Regions from separate parts of the Rattus norvegicus genome. Here region 2 is linked to region 1. The links are chromatin contacts, called in public Hi-C maps. All regions are on one chromosome and are shown on one strand. Each heading gives the region's core, a stretch centred on a gene start, on an enhancer-like site or on the middle of the called end of the contact. The rest is flanking DNA. Distances are from core to core; before and after follow the strand shown.

The links. A called contact is a pair of places that touch in the nucleus more often than the background predicts.
Region 2: a contact with region 1 is called in a Hi-C map of the A7r5 cell line, with 4 times the contacts expected there. The contact joins two enhancer-like sites. A contact is called at or near these places in 5 of 12 Hi-C or Micro-C datasets (the A7r5 cell line, the Rat2 cell line, Schwann cells and 2 more).

Annotation. Positions count from the first base shown.
Region 1 is chr11:93,241,170-93,244,504 of GRCr8, forward strand. No RefSeq gene overlaps it. Among named protein-coding and RNA genes, the nearest start is that of Vps8, 100 kb to the left of the region's middle. Within about 2 kb of position 1,307, at least 16 of the 93 cell types and tissues checked have an H3K27ac peak or open chromatin away from gene starts, as enhancers often do. A contact at or near this core is called in the A7r5 cell line, where this site is marked.
Region 2 is chr11:93,355,431-93,358,759 of GRCr8, forward strand. It overlaps Ephb3 (Eph receptor B3), which reads right to left. Exons shown (of 16, transcript NM_001414988.1): 2 at 143-207. Among named protein-coding and RNA genes, the nearest start is that of Ephb3, 6.7 kb to the right of the region's middle. Within about 2 kb of position 2,056, at least 69 of the 93 cell types and tissues checked have an H3K27ac peak or open chromatin away from gene starts, as enhancers often do. A contact at or near this core is called in the A7r5 cell line, where this site is marked.

The DNA of each region.
Region 1 (3,335 bases), core at 57-2,556:
GAGGCAAGAGAGCTAACTCAGGGGCTAAGAGCATTTGCTGCTCTTCCAAAGGACCAGGGGTTCAATCCCCAGCACCCACCTACATGGCAACTCACAACTGTCTGTAACTCCAGTTCCAGGGGATCTGACGCCCTTACACAGACATACATGCTGGCAAAAACACCAGTGCACATCGAATGAATAAATGAATAAATAAATAAATAAATAAATAAATAATGAGTTAGATTCAAGTTTAGAAAGAGAGCTGAGGAATGGGGTTCTGGGGTCTCTTACTAGCTATGTGACCTCGGGGTAGGCACTTACCTTTGCTCTGTTGGAAAACCAAGCTTAGGAGGAGGGCAGAGGGTTATTCCTACATCAGCCCTGTTCAGTCCTGTCCTGGCACTGCCTCTGTAAAGCCTGGGTCTATGGGATTGAGCAGCTCCCTGGAGTGTACTGAGCCCTCGTAATACTTCCCCTTAAAGACCAGCAGGAGTGGGTGTTGCCCTGACAGGACTGTGGACTTCTTCAGGGGCTCAGAGAAGGGCTGGTAAGTGAGAAATAAAGACCTAAAAGAACAAACCTCACCGAGACAGCTTCCTAAAGTGTCACCTGGCCATCTGGATCCTCAGGAGGGCATGTCTTTATTGTACTTTTTCTTTAAATAAAGTGAAGCTTTTCTTTTTAATTTTTTTTTTAAATTTTATGTGCATTGGTGTTGTGACTGCATGTATGTCTCTGTGAGGGGCATCAGATCCCCTGGAACAGGAGTTACAGACAGTTGTGAGTTGCCGTGTAGAGCCATCTCTCCAGCCCTTTGACGTTCCTAGGGTTTGGGGCTAGCCTGACAGTCTCCAGCAGCATTGAGAGAACTCTCTCAGCAGCCTTCCACTGATTTATATGACATGCTGGGCTGGAAAAGCAAAAGCTACAGACTCTGAAGCGGCCGGACCTGGGCGTAGATAAGCACATTGCTATTCTGAGACCATCAAGAGAATTCTGCAGATGTCATCGAGAAGGCACCGGCTCAGTTCAGGAAGGAGCGAGGAAACACGCAGTTGCCACATTGGACTGCGCTCACGTACTCTGCAGCCAGTGTGACTTGTCCTCCAGGCCAGCGCTATCTGTGCCTCGTGGCAGCCCACTTGCCAGCTCCCACCTAACACGTCCCAGAGAATCATTGTCCTCTGGCTCCTTTCCTACCCACAAATTCCTTTGTCCAGCCTTCCAGAAGTTTCTTCAGGAAAAGCTTCCCACGAGCTCTAGCTGTCCCCCTCCCTGCTGCCAGCTCCATAAAGCGGGCTGACTCTTATGGGAGTTCTACATTTTGGGGAAGTGTGATTCATGGGGAAAGAACTCTCTCTAACCTCTGCCGTGACCCCCAAAACCTGTGGCTAATACCGAGTGATCTAAATCTCGCAAAGCTCATAAACAGGAGAGGCGCTCGGCATTGAGCTGTGAAGAAGGGCCTCTGGCCAGCCAGCCCCTGCCTTCCCACTGGCACCAGTGGCCCTCCCCTGAAACCCTGCACTCTTCTTGGCAGCTTCTTCAAGGACCCACGGCCCAGAGCCCCTGGCTGGAAGGGATGTTTGCCAGGCCTCTGGTGGCCAGCCAGTCCATAGCTGGTCCCAGAATCCCTGCCCCTGTGGTCCTGGCAAGAAACACCTCAGTTGAACAAGCAAGAGAGACGCTGAGAAACAGACATCTAAAAAGACAGCGTTCTCGATGGGAAAACCAGTGGGACAGAAACACACTTGTGAGCTACAGATGGGCGGTCTGAGGAGCTTATGTCCGTCATAGACGTGGCTGCCACAGGCCGGACTCAGACTGAGGCATCTGGAAGTTTCCCTGTAAAATATATGAACGAAATCCATTTCTCCTCCCTGTGCAAATGGCGTTTGGAGGAACTAATGTGTGTTATCGGCAACTAGCATGATACGTTTGTGCCCTACACAGTCAGCACACCTCTCCCGTAGTAACCAAGGAGGCCATGTCTGTACAACGCCTCGCACGGTGCCCGATGTTTCGTTTTATAACTGGAGTCCTATTGGGTTAGGAAGCAGCAGGGAGAGAACTGTACACGGTGGTCCAGAACCTTGTCTGAGGGGTCTACCTGCTGCACCCCGGGGGCCTGGGAGACCTGGGACTAGGGTTTCACGTCAGGAAGTTGGCTGGCTGTGCTGGACATTTGGGTTGCTGCTGTCGCTCATGCTGAAAATAGAGCCTCTGTGCAGCTGGTCTCTAGGCGAAGGGAAGGGCAGTGGCAAAATTTAACTGACGGTGGCTTCAGGACACACAGTTGGGTACACCCACCTCCCCCACTGCATCCCATACGGCCAACGGCCAACGCTGCCACTGCTTCCCATGACAATTTGGAAATCAAAGGCTCTTGAAACAAGTTTTCAGCACTGCCTCCCACCCCCACTCCCACCTCCACCCCACTGGTGAGTAGACAGCCCTGAGCCATTTCTCCCTGAGGTGGGAACATAAGGAAATATGCCAGGGGCCATCAGCTCCTCTGATTTTAGCCAGCCTGCACCTGTACCACCCGTTCTATCAGGGCGCCAACAAGGCCTCCCTTCCCTTGGCTTAGGCTCAAGACAGAAGAGGGAGTTCCTGTCCTGTGCTCTCGAGTGTAGGTGGCTGGTAGCTCCCTGGTAAACCTTTCCTGAGATTCCTCTCCCCTTCTCCTACCTCCAACTCCCATAAGAGGGATGAGGCAGGGGACTGAAGGTTGAGACTGGCTTTTGGAGAGGAGTGAGCTGTGTCCTGCCGAAGGCCACCCAATGGTTCAGGCGTGAATCCAGCAGAACGCCACACTCCTGAGCCAACTCCCTTAGCACCGAGGCCTCTCCAACTCACACCCAACACCCATCAAAATGAACTACTTCTGTCTTTTGTCAAATGCTCACTTTCTTCACAAAGAGTCAAGGGGAGCTGCCTTCAGTGTGCACAGGGAGGGCTTCAAGCTTCCGGTGCCAGAGGCTCTACACGGCTGGGCCTTCCTATGTCTTTGCATTTTTGGCCGATTTCATTTTGGTACTGAAGGTGGAACCTGTGACTTCCCACACTCTCTGGACAAGCGTTCTGTCTCTGAGCTACATCACTGCACCCTCACGCTTAATTTCAGGATATGGGGCTAGGCGACAAGGTTTAACCACTGACTGTGTCATCGTTTACCCTTCTGAGACTAAGTGCTCTCCATTTGTCAGCTAGAGGTATTGTCCCTCAACGGGTTGCCGTCACCAGGAGTAAATAAAACGAACGTGAGGATGTGCTTTCCAAACTGGAGTGCCACATGACAAAAATGATCATCAGTAGGGCTGGAGAGGTGGCTCAGCGGTTAAGAGCACTGT
Region 2 (3,329 bases), core at 806-3,305, 120 kb after region 1:
ACCTTGGGAGGATCGGGCTAAGAAGCGACAAGAGGGGAATGAGAATTCCACAGGAGCTAAGGACAGAAGCAGACCAGGTCAGGATGGAGGGAGAAGGTCTAACAGGAACCAATATTCAGTATAGATGACCGGGAAGTCTTACCCCACTCTCTGGATGAGATGTCCATGCCAGCTCGGACGTCACCCATTTCGTGTCCATGAGAGTCTCTGGGGAAACAGCAGAAGGAAAGGTCAGGGGCTAACCTCAGAATGAGGGAGAAGTCACCCAGGAAAGTCAGGGATGTAAGAAATCAGTTTCCATCAGGCACAGCCTCTCCCAAGTCTCCAAAGATGCCTTCCCTTTCCCCAGAGATCCCGAAGTCATCCCCAGAGGAGTCACAACTCCAAAGGTGTCCGTCTGACTGGCTAGGGGTAGATGTCTGTCTCTGACCCTAGGCCTGGGTTAACTGAGGTTGGAGCAGTGGCTGGTTCACACACCTCAGGCTCTACTAATCTCCACACAAAGGGGCCAGCAGGGCCTTTATCCTGGAACAAAGGGCTGTGGGCCTCAGACCCAGCAGTGTGGGCCTCCCCTGACTCCATTCCCAGCACAAAGGCTGGGCCTCACACACTGCCCTGGGGAAGAGCAGTGGCAGGCCAGGGCCTGCTCCCACCCTCCTCCTCAGCCACCTGTGGGGGTTGAAACAAGGATGCTCTTTGAGGTAAAAGGACCACCGATGGCTAAGCTAGAACTTAGTTCAAAGCTTCACAAAATCCTTGGAGAAGGCACTGCTCACAGCCCTCTACGGAAGAGGGATGCCCAGCCGGGCTGGTCTGATTGGCAAAACTGTTAGGACACAGAGCAAGGGGCCGAAGGCAGTACTAATTTGGGTCCCGCTGATTCAGTGACCCCTTTAAAGGGATGGGAGAGTCCAGCGTGGAGACACACACCTGTAACCCTGGCACCCGAGAGGTTGGGGCTTGGAGGGTGAGGAGTTTCAGCTTAGTGTGGGGGTACATGGTGAGACTCTGTTTCAAAAACACCCCCCACCCTCCAAATAGAGCTTGGAAAACTGGAAACCCGGCTGTGTGTCCCAGCCAAACTTCTCCCTCCAGGAAGTGTTTCTTGGAACTTCAAGTCAGGTGAGCTGCCTTCCTCTGTGAATCAAGGGACAGCCCCTCTCTGTTCTGAGTTCCAGGCTCAGCTTGCTCCAGCATGGGAGCTCTAGACACAAACTTGCACCCCTAGAATCTGGTTCTGAGCTTTGGTTGGACAACTGAAGAGAGCATGACTCCAAGATCAGACCCAGTATGACACTAGGAAGGGAAGGGACAACCCCCTCCCCACCTCTTCCCTGTTGCCTAAGAGTCAAGACAGCCTCAACTTTGGGCTTTAACAGGCAGAGATACCCCAGAATGTCTAGAGACCATAACATCCTTGGTGGGACAGCTGAGGGTCCCTAGAAGGTCTGAAATTCACAGAAGCCATCAGAGAACCCAATGGGGAACAGAGCAGTGATGAGTGGACCTAGGTGGGTGGCACAGGGGCAGAGTGCAGCGGACACTCGCTGCAAGGAGCCAGGCTCTAGAACTACAGCAGCTAGTGGTCCTTACAAGGCCGGCTGCACAAGCCGTCCCAGCCTCCTCTGGCAGACAGACCGACAGACACATATTTGGCAGGTGGCAGAGATGGTCAGAAGCAGGGACCCAGAGATAGGATGGAAAGCTGGGGCTTAGCTGGGCCAGAAGATGGGCCAAGCTGAAGGACTTTGGCAGGCTGGGACCAGACAGTCGGGATGCTGGGCAGCGGACTACAACAGACAGTGAGATGAAGAGACAAGGAGGCCCAAAGAGACATCGACAGAGAAGGGGATTGCCAAGTGGCCTCTTCCCCAGCCGGCAGCCTGGAATACTCCTGTCCCAGGGAGCAGCCGCTCCGCGCTGAGCCAAGCACACACCCTCCCCCAGCCAACCAGCCGGCCAGTCCGCCTGCTTGTCGGCCCGCCGCCGCCTGACGCTGCCCGCCCGCTGGAGCAGGCAAGGGCTCCCACTGCTCCCGCGCGCTGCCTCCCTCCTCCCTCTCCCTCACTTCCTTCTGCTCAGCCAGTGCCAAACCCATCTGGAACTGTTTAAACCCAAATATTCAGCCCCCCTCCCCCCTTCAGCCAGATTCCTCCACAGTTTAAAACAAGCCCTGCGCTGGCTCTGGGAGGAGGGGAGGGGGAGGAGAGAGGGGAGGGCTGGAGGCGGGCGCAGGAGGAGGGAGAGAGGGAGGCTCTTCATTTCTGTTTAATTTCTGGAGAGGGAGGGAGGGGATCAGCCTTTGGCCATCGCTCAATCTCGGCACATTTTTCCCATTAATGAGGAGAGGACTTGGGTTTCCAGGCCTGTGTGCCTGAGGAGGGGCTCGGGCTCCGGTCACCAGGGTGGGGAGGAGGCGGGCTGCTCTGGTTTCCCCTCTTCTCTTGGGAGAGGAGGGGTCTGTTCCTTGCAGTCTGCCCCAAGCACGGGAGGGAGATCTAGGGCAGACTGAGTATATCAGTGCCCGGGTCTCAAGGACTGACTGAGGGTTATAGCACCATCTCTGCCCACGGTACCGGGAGGGAGAGCTTTTCTCTGCTTTGAAGATATGGACTTAGAACAAAAGAGCAACCTCCAAATACTCCTAGCTGCTGCTTACATGCCAACCCCTCAGCCAGGTGGCTGTGGAGGGAGATAAGAAAGGACGGCTGGCCACCCCCTAGACACAGGACTCTTATTGTTCTTAAGAGTCACCAGGAAGTTATCATCATACTGGTGATCTGGAACTGGGGCTTTGATGAAGCACTCTTTCGGTTTTCCATCGGGCCACAGCCTAAGTAAGTAGCTGGTGGCAGCAAACCGTGTGGCTCTCACCTATGCACAAAAACAACATTTGCACAGGCAGTACCCAGTTCTCAGTGGCAGAGCTCGTTCCCCACTACTGGGACCAAAGAAGGGCGAGTCAACACATATGGTGGACAAATACATTCGGAACCACCCGCAAACACGTACACGGCCCCCCACACAGCTAGTCTGCCTTTTTCAGACAGATGCATATGGTACAGAGTGATTACTCTCCTTAGACATTCACACACAGAGAGAATCTTTCTTACATACAGATCCAGCGTGCCCTAAGGCAGACCCACTGTCAGCCACACAGCCTTACTAAGGACAGGCACGCCCAATCCAACCGTACACCCTCCTCTCACACACCCAATCGCATGGCTACATAGAAACTACAAACACAAGCACTAGTTTCCCCGCAGAGACTTGTAACATGCTCTTCCATATGCACATGGAGAACGCACCACAGCTCCATGAAGGAGCAA